Regions from separate parts of the Sus scrofa genome. Here region 1 is linked to region 2. Evidence: chromatin contacts called from public HiChIP or PLAC-seq data. All regions are on one chromosome and are shown on one strand. The core of a region is the stretch at or near the end of the contact, and the rest is flanking DNA. Distances in the headings are between cores, read along the strand shown.

Region 1 (6,670 bases), core at 914-3,413, 460 kb after region 2:
TCCCATGTTGCTGTGGCTGTGGTGTAGGCTGGCAGCTGTAACTCTGATTTGACCCCTAGCCTGGGAACCTCCATATGCTGCAGCTTGGCCCTAAAAAAGCAAAAAAAAAAAAAAACCCAAAAAACAAAAAAAAAAAACCAAAAACAAAACAAAAAAACACATGTTACCACTTGACTGGTCTAGTCATTAACACCCTAAGTGGAACAATTATAAGGATGAATAAGCCTTTGTCATTGACCTCTCTGGAGCTGCAGTGCAAACATATTTGTATAGGAAGGAGGCATTGTTTTCCCCTTTTAAAGTCGGCTGTGTCTACCTTGGCGAAGTTTAGAGGCTCTGAGCATTTGATGTTGGGAATCCAAAGAAAATACAGCTTGAGAGTGAGGTAGAAGAGTGGCTTGCCAAGATGTGTTTGCACCATTTTCCCTTCCACCTATACCTACTCACAAGTATACCACAGAGGTAACTCCATACTTACTTCATAGTATTAAGTATGGCTTTCTCTCATGAGAATAAATCCACATTGGCTAAATGTATGGGTATTTTTCCTAATAGTCAAACCCAACGATTCCTTTTTGGCCCCCTCCTTGATTCTCCAAAGTGTTTCTGGTGTGTTGTCCTTTGTGAAAGTACTATACCCTCGGAAGCTAAAATCCTCCCTCTAACCCCTACCATAATTGTCTCCATGGGCTAAAATCCTCCCTCTAACCCCTACCATAGTTGTCTCCGTGGGCTAAAAATCCTCCCTCTAACCCCTACCATAGTTGTCTCCGTGGGCTGTTCCTCTCTGCTTCTCACTTCCATGTAGTGGCTCATTTTTCTTTGCTTCCCAGTGATCTATATTTAGATCTCTCTTCTTATAAATTTTACCTTCATCCATGTTTTACAGTATCATATATTAACTAGTGAAGTAGGCTAAAGAATGGGCTCCAAGGATATCAAGTTCCAATCCTTGGAATTTATAGATGTTAGCTGGTAGACAGGATTAAGACAACGGTCTTAACATGGAGAGAGTATCCTGGATTATTTTGCATTACGGAGAGGGGACTTCAGTGTTAACATTTGCCTCTTTAAAAGAGAGAGGGAGATGAAGTTTTGATCTAGAAAGCAGAGGAGAAGACAATGTGAGGCAGAGAGTGGAATAATGAGGTTGCAATCCAGGAAACACCGGCAGCCATCAGAAGCTGGAAGAGGCAAGAAACGGATTCTTCCCCAGGGTCTCCAGAGGGAGGGGGCGTGGCCTGCCAGCACCATGACTTGGGTCCCATGATACTGATTCTGGATTTTGGACCTCTGGCCCCCACAACTGTGAGAGAATATACTTCTGTTGTTTTAAAGTCCAAATTGAACAGCAGCCACAGGAAACTAACAATCAGAAAAACTAAAATCTACCTCTGTAGTTAACCTTTTTTCTGAGCACCAGATCGATAAAACCAAAAATTTCTGGACATCATCAGATTTCTCACTTAATGCTCGTGCTAACCATTACGGAATACTTGCAGTGTGCAGCATAAAGCCTTAGAGAAATATGATTTCATGTAATTCTCATTCTAATACTCACTCCAATCTGATGAGGTAAATGCTTTATTATCTTCATGTTAGAATAAGGGACTTAAGACACAAAGAATATAAGTAGCTGGACCAAGGTTGTAAAGATGGTAAGTATTAGAGCTGGATTTGCAGCCCAGTGTGATCTGGCGTCAGAGTCAATCAGTAACAGTGATCTGCTGCTTCAAATTATCTGATTTTGTGGGCTAGGCAGAGCTTGTGACACATCCAAGCAGCAGTGTCTAGACCCCTGAGGACAGATCACTTTAGATAAAAAATCTTGACAGAACCCCCACAGCCTACAAAGGCTTTGTCCAGTTCTTTGCAGTCATAGAAGGGGCAATTTGCTGCTCTTGTTCAAACAGCAAAGTATCTGAGGCTAGAACACTTCCCAAATCTTATGTAGTTTCAGAATTAGACCCTGCGTCATGAGGGTGCTTTGAGCATGAACTGAATTACTGTTGCCTTCTAAAAGCCTCATGTTTATTAACGAACTCTGTTCACAGAGTGCTATGGCTATCCTATTTCTATGGTCACTCGCCCTAGGTTGCTACTGGGCTCTGGGGCAAAACAGAGAAACTGAAACTGAAAGCATCACCCCATAGTATTTATAGTTTGACCTTGTGTGCCAAGTGTGATACATCTGGAGGCCCGGGACCCTGAGGTGTCCAGGAGGCCCCTCTTGGTTCTTCCCTTAGAGTCACTCTTGAAACGTGGACAGTAAGTACGATAGCTCCAGTATCTTTGTCACCTACTAGGTGCCCAGCAGCTACCCTATGCTATCCATTTAATCCTTTCCACATTTCTGCAAAGCAAGTATTATTGCCGTTATAGAGATGAGGAAACTGACGCTTAAGAGAGGTGAACTAATTTGTCCAAGTTCACAGACCTTTTTGGTGGCAGGGTAGAGCTAGGATTTAAAGGATCAGACAAAATTATTAAACTGGATTAAAGCATTTCTTAACATAATCTAAGTTGCTTCAGGTTGCCTTGGGTGGTGCTGGAGGAGGGGTAGGAGGGAAGAAGGTGCTTCCTGTTTCAGGAAGATGTCCCCTCCATTCTCCAGGGAGACAGATATCATGATTTCTGCCTCTGAGATTGCCTCTGCTTGTGCACAGAGGACTTTAGTGATAACACTTGTATTATTGTTTATGACATATGTATAAGTATCCACAGGTTACCAAGTATACCTTAGCATCAAAGAGTTCTTTCCACCAGTGGGGGAGGGTAGGAACCTGCCCTCATCCTCTAAATTCTGTCTTGGGATATAGACTTTGTGCAGAGGTGGATCTCCTAGGAAGCTAAAGACATTTAAATCTTTGGGGATTCTCATTTGTTCAGGCATATGCTTCTGCAACATTTGGAAAAGTGAAACAATTTAACCATATGCTATCTCTCTCTGTTTGGAATTCCTCTCCACCTCCCTTCACACTGGGTGGTGTCAGATGAGTTGAGGACACTTTGGGTATTTGGTGAATGGCGAATTGAACTGGGAATCCTTTTAGAGTGGGTTTGGTGGGATGTATTTATGTGGATTGCCATTGCTTCCAGGTGTAGCTAAGCTGGGTTACCTGACCTCATGCAGGAGCACTTTCAGAAATACTTCCACTGCCCACTCATATGGGGTCATGGAATAAGGACATAGGATTAGAGGTTTCAATGAGATCTGAGCATGCTCTTATAATGCCAGATGTATGTGGCTATACAGGATTAAAAAAGGTTCCAAATTGTTCAGAGCCAAAAGCTTCCTTATGGAAAGTTCTTCACATCATCCTACATGAAAAATTGTAGGCAAATCTCTGGTTCTCATGGATGAATGTGGTTAACTCAAAAGTTCTCTCCTATCAAGGAGATTCATGAGGGAGCAATCAGAGTTTGCAACCAAAAAACAAAACAAAAAAACAAGAAACGTACTAAAAATATACTAATATACCACAGGGGTATATCAGGAAGGTAATAAAAAAACATTATTTTTATGGAGTTTGTGATGTTTGTGGTATTTTCCAGCGTTTTAAGAATATATTTTGTGGAGATTTCTTATTTATTTATTTGTTTATTTGGCTGCCAATGGCATGTGGAAGTTCCCTCCTGGGTCAGGGATTGAACCCCACAGTGGTGACCCAAGCTGCTGCAAGTGCTCTTTTCTTTTTCTAATTAAATAATCACATTTGTATCTACTGCTTATTATCTTGTACTCTTTCTGTGAAAGAGGGCTCCTGCCATTGTGTAAGTTTCAGATCTCACAAATCTGATATCTGCCTCTATCCCTATGGCCCTTAAAAATGAACTAACTAATCAGATCCTTTGCAAATGGTAGTGGCAGAAGAAAGATGGAAGAATCCAGGCCTGTGGGCTGCCAGGGGAGTGGGCTTGGAATGTACCAGGGCCTTGGACTGTCTGGTTCTGGTGTGAACCATCAGGTCCCAGACACTGCCTGGCTCCCAAGCTTCACTAACACTGTCACTTTTTTTCCTGCAAGGCTGGTCTAATGAAGAGGCAGTTGCTGTCACTTTTTGGAATAGGGAAGCCTTCCCCAACTTGCTACCACATCGAATCTCTTCTCTACCTCCTACTAGGCTTCCAAGGTTTGACATACACACAGGCAGGACTTTCAGCACATGCACATGCGCTCCTATGTTCAGAAAGTTTTTCAGTCTTCAAGCAAAAAGTTCAAGCAAAGTTCTTCAGTCTTCAAACTTGCAAGCAATTTCATCGTAATCCAGTATCCCTTAGTGCTGAGGTTTAGGGGATGCTGAGGAAGATGCGGGCACCTCCATTTTTGAGCATCTCCTATGTCTCAGGCCTCATGCTGTGCACTACATCATGTCCACTCTCAGTTTATCCTCCAACAGAAGAGGCTTAGAAGGGCCACTGAACCTTGGCTGAACAAGATTTCATAGAGATTAGGGCACACAAAAAGTTAAATGACAAGTTAGGAGACAAGGGCTTAAAAAAAAATGGGGGGGCATCTCACCATCATGCCTTGGGCCAGCCCTGCTTTCTACTGTTTTTCCCCAACTCTCGTAAAATGCTGATTACTGCTTCTCCTAATTGCACAGGGCAGGGTAAAATACACTCTACATTACTTCAGATATTAAAAAGAAAAATAACCCCTTGGTGATGAAAGGATGTCCATCTAGCATAAGGAACATAATTGGGATTAAAAGCCAAATGACACCTGAATTTTGACAAAAATCAATTCTCGGGGGAGAAAGGGTTTTCAAAACAACTAGAACCAGACAGTTAAACATTAACTTTCAATGGTTTAGAGTGTTTAGGTTTTGCAATGGTGCGGTTTGGAAGCTCTCCAGCAGAAAAACTATTTTCTTTTAAGAGGAGAGCTCTCTGTAATATTTTCTTTGCTGAAATAATGTGATCCTTAGTGACGTCTTATATGACCCAAACTTTAAATGGACTCATTATTTTAGCTGACCTCATTCTTCCTAGGTTTTTACAGGTCAGCAATGAACTATCAACAGCTTCCTGATAATTAATCCTACTTACCCAAAGAACTGTTAGCCTTCTGGTCTTATCTATCTTAAGAGGAAGCTGTTATGTGCACCAGACTTCCTCAGTGAATAATACAAACCAAACTGAAATTTTGCAGAAAGCTCCAAGACTGTGAAGTTTGAGAATGAAAAAACAGATCAAAAATAATGCTGCTGCCTTCTTCAACTCCTTACTTGCTGAAATTCTGTGGTTTGTCTGGCACAGGAATGGCTTTACAGTACAGTCAGCAGCACAGCTTGTTGGGTCAAGAGAGAATTTCTGGGTGGCTTTATCAAAATGTATGGACATTCGGCACATGCAGTTAGTTGCCTGGGTGGTCCAGTTGAGCAGCTGGAGGAAGGCATCTCAAGTAGCAACTAGTAAAGTTCCCAGTGGAAGTTAATTTCCTACCATTAGAGACTCATTCCTTTGACTAGGAAATCTTTAAGAGTCTGTTATTAAAATAGCACTTCAGTTTTTGGTTGTCACCTATCCTACAGCAAGACAAGTGTCTGATAGGAGGAGAGGAGAGAGGCATGTTTTTACAACAGATGCAGAGGATCCCAGTTGATGAAGGAGAAGGGTGAGGAAATAATAAGCTGGTTTCTTTAAAGGGCAGAGGGAGCAGGGAGTTAATGCTGGTTTCATCTAGCAATTTGTAAATGGGTTGTTTGAACATATAGGTCTTAACATGTTCCTAGATAGTGGGTGTGTACATATGTGTATGTAAAATGAAAAGGCTTACTATTAGTTTCAGCCTCTTGTCAGCATAGTATAAAGTTCCTCAGGCAAGGGCATGACTTATAATTAAAGGATTTCTGCATTTGCAAGTTGCCCATGGCATGTACCCTTTCTTTCCAAGGCAAGCTTCTGAATTTCACTGATGATTTACTATAAATCTATTTCTCATCAGGTCCGAGACTATCCCACATAGCAGATTTAATCCAAGATGCTCAAGTAGATATGGAGAGAGGGACCCATTCAGATGACCTTCTCAATGAGGCAAAATGAAACATAAACATGGCATGTGACCCAGGGCACAAGACATTTTTATTACTCACTGTGGTGATGATGCAAGTTTTTGAACAGTTATGGTGCTGACTTTGTATACTAAACCAAGCAGAGATCAGACTGCATTGCTGAAGAAGTTCGGCAAACCTAGAAGACCTCAAAAGACACTCTCTCTTTCGGAAGAAATAAAGACTGAATAGAGAGTTGATTATTTCCTTCCTTTCATGCAACTTTGTTGTAAATATTCTGAACTTCTTTATAAACTCTGCTAGAGATCTGTCAATGACCCAAAAGAGTAACGCCCAGCTGAAAGGTGAGAGAAAGACCCGCCCTACTGGTGACCAGCAGCTTATGTTCCAATTCTTTTTAAATGTACCCTTAAAAAAAAATGGCTGGTTATCTGTCATTTTCCTATATCAATGGTACAATGTGATTATATTATTACTCTGTATAAGTTATTATAAATAATTTTTTTTAAAGAATGGGCAGGGTATAAATATAGGAAGGCCATACTTAAAATGAAATTAAATGTATCACAGAACTCTGTCTCCTCCTCTCTCTCTCGGCCATGCCTAAGGCATGTGGAAGTTCCCAGGCCGGGAGCCATGGCAGTGAGAATGCT
Region 2 (6,740 bases), core at 77-2,576:
TCCACATCTAAGGCAGATTTGACTCTCCCTCTGCCTTCTTGATATCTCCATCTTATTCGGATGTTTCCTTCAGAGATAGTGATGTTGGCAATTCGGATGTGCCAAAGAGGAGCCATAAATTGCTTCCTTTAAGTGAGAAAATGGAGAGTTCTCGATCTGATAAGGTGAGAAAAAAAATTGTATGTTGTTGAGGTTGCTAAGGAGTTTGGCATAAATGACTCTTCATATATAAAATTATGAAGGAGAAATTCATAATAGTTTTGCTATTGCACATCAGATCAAACTTTTTTGTATGTGCAAAAGCCAAAGTGCATGCATGATTAGTTCTTAGTTAAGGTGGAAAAGACATTAAGTTTGTATAAGATGTTTTGAAAGACCACATTCACCTAACTTTCATTACAATATATTGTTATAACTATTCTGTTTTATCATTGTGGTAACTTTCTTACTGTGCCTAATTTAATTTATAAGTTAAACTTTATCATAGATATGTATGTATATATAGGGGAAAAACAGTATATATAGGGTTCAGTACTCTGCAGTTTCTGGCATTCACTAGGCTACCTGGAATGTACTCCCCATGGAATGTCTGTATATTCAGCTGTATGTTCAGTGATTAGAATGTTACCTAGCAGGTGGTGGGTGCTCAGTGAGCATCTGGTGAACGAGAGGATGAATAAATGAAACAGAATTGTAGCTCTCTTTCCAGTAACTTGTTTTTAATGTAGTGGTTATATGCCATAGATGTATGTATTTTAAGATATGAATGGTTCAGTTGGTTTTAATATTTTAACATTTTAAAATTTTACATTATTTTTAAAAATTTAATTTCTTTGGATAAATATGTCTTCTGTGGAACTTTTAAAATATTGTGGATTTGTGGTTTCATAGTTGATCACTAGAGTGTGCTATAACATCAGGGCTCTTAATTGTGAAAAGGGTGCTGTTACACTGCTTTGGAAATTTTAGCTAAAGGAGCATATGATGGATCATGCTCTCTCCATAGTTTGGGTGTTTGGTAAGTGGAAGTTAATGTTTTAAATAGTTATGTGTTGTCATCTGATCACTGAGAAAGAAAACTGCTTGGATTTCATTTTAATTTAGTCATAGGAAATATGTAATCATAAGAGCTTTTTTAAAAGGAAGTAATAAAATATAACAGATAAAGTAAAATATTTATTAATTCACCAAATTATGTGACATTTGGTATATGTATGGTATTCTGCTGGCTTCTCTTGGGTATACATAATACACAGGCCCAGCCTTAAATGTATTTGAAGTCTAGGTGGTGTGTCTACATATGCACACATGGAAGTTCATTGACAGAAGAATAAAATTACAGTTTAACAGTGTTAAAGAAGTCACAAAGCAGTGTATGACTAAGTGCTATATGAGAGGTTCAGAGAAGGAAAAATGACCATGGGCTTGTACTCATTGAGGAGTACAAGCTGGAGTATTATAAACTCTTTCCCTATCCTGTTCCAAATATTTAATCATTATATTTATGGCCATATGAACAGTATTAGAAAAATACTGATCCATTTCATTGCTACAAGCTTTTGAACATAGAATGAGATCATTAAAAGCAGAGAGGAGAACAAATGGAGAAATAGTGGGAATTAAAGCAGGAAGATAGGAATGCTTATTCTAACATAGGACGGGATCATTAAAAGAAGAGAGGAGAGACAAATAGAGAAAATAGTGGGAATTAAAGCAGGAAGACAGGAATGCTTATTATTCTTTAGGGAATCAGGATAGTAGGGAGAGAGGAAATTCCTCTCAGGAAATTCCACAAATAACACATTTTTGTTTTAATTGTAGAAAATGTGATTTTTTTTCCCCCTCTAATATTAGGGATATCCAAGAATGGCAATGTTACTTACTGATGTGAAAAGAGAAATTTATGCAGTTTCTGTTTGTTTATTGTTACTCCTGTTCTTTTCCATTTTAATGTGTTTTCTTTCATTTTCCTTTCACTGAAATACCCCCTTATGTAATTCTGGGCAGAAAATGTGAACTTGTGTTTCTAATTAGTAAGAAAAACTATGTGTGAGACAAAATCATATCAGCTCCCATTTTTTATAAAAACCTTTGTAATTGGGATAATGCGTAGTTCTTTTTAAAAATGTCAATTGTATAAGCAAGAAGTAATTTAGTTGTTCTCTTAAAGTCTAAATTTGGCAAGATTAATGTTCCTCACTTTGAACAAAAGTCTTTGAAAGATTTTAGCCAGCCATTTTATGTTGTTTCTTAGAAGGCTAAATTTTATACAGATTATCTATTGGGATGTCTTTTTCTATGTTGCAAATACCTAAAGCTTCATAATGTTATTATTTTTTATCTGAAAGCTTAGGCATTTTATATTTAATCATAGCTCTGTTTTAACTGGTTTGCTTCATTCTAAGATGAAATTTTGATAGATTTCAAGTTGTTTGAGTAAATTTATAATTGATGATTTTCTCCATTGAAAGTCATTTATGGAATTGTAGCGTTATAATCTTATGAAACAGATTTGAGTTTTAGTCTGATGTTTACCAGTAGCCTTCTGTGAACCTTTCTGAATTGAGAACAGTAATGCCTACCATATAGGTTTATTACAAAGGTTCATGTCATATAATTTATATGAAAGTACTCTGTAAACTATAAAATGTTACATAAAGTTTTTTACCTAAGCTCTGATTGCTTAACTTTAACAGAACCTATGTAGGTTATTATAGTCCTTATATTTAATTCTGTTAACCAATGACATATTTTTAAAGATGGGGCTTGTAGTTACTGCTTCTTACTTAACAAATAATTGGTTTTACATTATTTTCACATTTCTTTGAAAGTGCAAAACACAAGCTGATCCCTAAGCCCCAAGGATGATTTTTGAGCACCAGTTAAGTTATGTTTTCATTACTCTGTGTTATACTTTATTGTCCTAAAATGCCTCTAGTCTCCAGTCTTAATTGACTTAAGAATTTTTCAAGGAACTTAACCAAGGGGATTTTGCATTTAGTCTGTCTAAGGTAATTATCAGAATGTAGCATATTTCCATTTAGTTTACAGTCATTCTAGTTTAGATTTTCATCATCTCATAACAAGTTTAACCCAACAACCTTCTAGTTCATCTCCTTGGCTTTATTTTTCTTCTGGTCAGAAGTTTTCTTTTACTTCATCCTGGAGACTTCTTTTTTGGATATCAGTGGTCAGGTATCCAGTAAGTTTCAAGTCATAGAACTTCATTAAAACTAAGAGCCTGTTACCTACCTATTTTCATTTCAGTTTGTATTTCAGTACCTACATCTAGAATAAACAAGTTATCAGTAATTCAAAACAATAAGGAACTTCAAAAAAAAAAAAAAAAAAACCTCTGCTTTTATTCCATCCCATGCTTAAAACCCTTTGGCTTTCTGCTTCAGTTATTTATTTTCTAGTTTTTTACAAACAACTATATATTCCGGGTGTTCTGCTGGACATTGAGATACAAAGATGAAAGAAAAGTCCTGTACCTTGAGAGACTAGTCTAGCAGTTAAGACACAGATGTGTAAACAGTACAAATACCACGTGTGAAGGTCTAAAGCAGTAATTGACATGGTCTGAGAGCAGAGAGGAGGTGATGTTTGGGAGGCAGCTGTGTTCACCACTGTGCCACCAGTGCACACAAGACAAGGTGATATTTGAGCCAGTCCTTGAAGAATGAGAAGACGTTTGTAATGGACTGTAGTCTATAGACTGCAGGGGAGAGGAGAAATAAAGGTAGCTTTGTAAGAAAGGTACTCTGTACTCTGAGTGAAAAGGCCTGGATTTGTCCTCAGAAAAGAAAATCATGGACTTGGAGAAGAGACTTGTGGCTGCCTGATGGGAGGGGGAGGGAGTGGGAGGGATGGGGAGCTTGGGCTTATCAGGACACAACTTAGAATAGATATACAAGGAGATCCTGCTGAATAGCTTTGAGAACTTTGTCTAGATACTCATGTTGCAACAGAAGAAAGGGTGGGGGAAAAAATGTAACTGTAATGTATACATGTAAGGATAACCTGACCCCCTTGCTGTACAGTGGGAATATAAAAAAAATTATTTAAAAAATTAAAAAAAAAAAAAAGAAAAGGCCTTGATTTGAGTTCTGTCTTTAGCATTTACTCACTTTGCAAATCAGGCAAATTATCTAATCTTCTTTGAATATTAGTTTCCTGATCAGTGTAATAGAAATAATATATGCTTTCTTCACAGAGTACTACAAAAATTAATTGGGATAATGTATGTGAAAACACTTACAGTAAATTTGTTTACACATATATACATCAGGTTTAAATATTTTAGTTCTTAGTGCTTTTTTTTTTTGGCTTTTTAGGGCCGCACCCATGGCATATGGAGGTTCCCAGGCTAGGGGTCGAATCAGAGCTGCAGCTGCCAGCCTATACCACAGCAACATGTGGGATCCAAGCCACATCTGCATCCTACACCACGCTCATGGCAACGCTGCCTCCCCAACCCACTGAGCAAGGGCAGGGATCCAACCCACATCCTCATGGATAGTAGTTGGATTTGTTTCTGCTGTGCCACAGCAGGAATGTCTAGTTCTTAGTGCATTTTGTACATTTTAACTTTATTTCCCTTTTTAATATCTTCCATACTTTTAATCAAATCATTCTGTTTATTGAAGCCAACAAAATCTTTAACCATCCATGTATTTGTATGACCAAAGCCCTGTCTCAGTGCCACTCTCCTCAGCTTTCATGCCGTTTCCTCAGTGAAGCCAACCCTCTCCCATGATACATTAATTTGTCCAAGTCCTGAGTACCTGGCATATTGTTGGTATAAATGTTGTTCATGTACTCTTGGTACATGTTGGTATACTCTCAAATTATTCCTATACGCTCATGCTGCTTTATCATTGCTTAAATACCTTTTAAAAAACTCAATAAGAGTTTTTTGAGTGGAGGGGACTGAGTTTTAAACAGCCTGATTTTCAGTACCATAATACTGATAGAGGAGTTCCTGTTGTGGCTCAGCAGTTAACGAACCCGACTAGCATCCATGAGGATGGGGGTTTGATTCCTGGCCTCTCTCAGTGGGTTAAGGATCCTGCGCTGCCATGAGCTGTGGTGTAGGTCACAGACAGCTCGGATCCCAGGTTGCTGTGGCTGTGGTGTAGGCGGCTACAGCTCCGATTGGACCCCTAGCCTGGGAATATCCATAAGCCGTGGGTGCAGCCCTAAAAAGACCAAAAACAACAACAACAAAAACTGATACATAGCCAGTAAATGTGCATAAATGAGTCAAGAAATCAATATTTTAGGCCCTATTTCTTCACCTTCTGTTTGACTTTTCTGTTGTGAAACCCAGCTAGACCTAAATTTGCTTATTGCTGAAAGAGGGCATTGGATTAATCTAAGTAATTTCTGGCTATCTTTCTAAGGCTAAAATTCCACAGTTAGGCTACTCTCTATAGTTCCTTTGTTAATTTTTTTCTTTACAGGAATGCTTCTTCCCCAATCCTGTAAACCCTTTTATTGTCTTTGCCATGAGATCTTCTTAATGACCAAATCTTTTTTATTTTTGTAGTCCATACTGTCAGTAGAACTTTGTTAGATACGTTTAAGTTCATTTCTGTTGTATTATGTCATTTTATATGTTGTTTCCTCATCTTTTTGTGAGTTCCTAGAAGGCATATTATGCCTTAAATTTCTGTCCTATCTGTAATCCCTACAGTTTCAAAGTCTCTACTATATTTTTATTGTTCACAAAATTTAGACTATGTATTAGTTATACAGTTCAGCTGCTATTTATCTAGTTTCTATATATTTTGAGACCTAGTACTAATTTGTCACTTTTATTTATAAAATGTTAATGTAAAACATTCTTTACAGACTTGTCTATTTCCTCGTGTATGATTGATTACAATAAATGGCTATGTATGACAATTATTAGAAAAAATAGTCCATTTCTTCTAAGATCTTCCCCTGCGGTATTTTATACACAAGATTTTATAACTACCTCTTGACTTTTTTGTTGTTATTTAATGATGTTAAAGATAAGTCTGACTATGTATATTAGTTAATCTGCTGAACCAGGGCCTTGCAGTACCTCCTTGACACTTCTATTAATGAGTGATTTTACTAGTGTTACTAGAAGCTTTAATCTCCACTTTTGGCATGTTTTGCAGATGCTCTACTCATGGTTCCCCAGGACCAGAAGGCAACCGTTTTTCAGATGTACCACTTCTAGACAGTCCCAAGTAAGGTTAATTGATTAGCTTTGGGACCTCAAAGCTAAACTGACGCTTAGCCCTGAGAGAGAATGTTAAGAAACTGGGACTAGTATGATACTGAATAGAATGTATTGGAATACTCCTTGCTCCACAGTTTGAATTACCTTTCTGTTTAGTTATATTGCTTTGCTCCATTCTACTTTTTGATATTTCCAAAGTTTTCTCTATAGCTCTGATCCAAATAAAATACTAATTCTCCTTCTGTTTCTCACCTTGTCATTCTCTAAGTGAAATGCAAAAGTTTCTAGGTCCCTTTATGTTGTAGGTCACTAAGGAAAAAATGTAACATGAAGAGTATTTCGGGGAGATTTTTGTGTGCAAAATGTGCAAGATGAATGAAAATTCATTTTTACTATTTCAGTCCCTGGCTCTCTTCTTCAGTGACTGCTCCTTCCACAGCAGCCCCAGTCACTTTCGCATCTATTGTGGAAGAAGAGCTACAGCAGGAAGCAGCCCTTATCAGAAGTCGAGAAAAACCCTTGG

Evidence for each region. HiChIP or PLAC-seq counts read pairs in DNA pulled down with a chosen protein or histone mark.
Region 1: a contact with region 2 is called in an H3K27ac HiChIP or PLAC-seq map of alveolar macrophages. The contact joins two enhancer-like sites. A contact is called at or near these places in 2 of 47 Hi-C or Micro-C datasets (embryonic fibroblasts and subcutaneous adipose tissue) and 1 of 2 datasets of contacts at active chromatin or transcription factors (alveolar macrophages).

Annotation. Positions count from the first base shown.
Region 1 is chr1:84,523,993-84,530,662 of Sscrofa11.1, forward strand. No RefSeq gene overlaps it. Among named protein-coding and RNA genes, the nearest start is that of FAM46A, 18 kb to the right of the region's middle. Within about 2 kb of position 2,164, at least 9 of the 83 cell types and tissues checked have an H3K27ac peak or open chromatin away from gene starts, as enhancers often do. A contact at or near this core is called in alveolar macrophages, where this site is marked.
Region 2 is chr1:84,061,280-84,068,019 of Sscrofa11.1, forward strand. It overlaps IBTK (inhibitor of Bruton tyrosine kinase), which reads left to right. Exons shown (of 29, transcript XM_001924870.6): 27 at 6,153-6,224; 28 at 6,619-6,740. Among named protein-coding and RNA genes, the nearest start is that of IBTK, 91 kb to the left of the region's middle. Within about 2 kb of position 1,327, at least 6 of the 83 cell types and tissues checked have an H3K27ac peak or open chromatin away from gene starts, as enhancers often do. A contact at or near this core is called in alveolar macrophages, where this site is marked.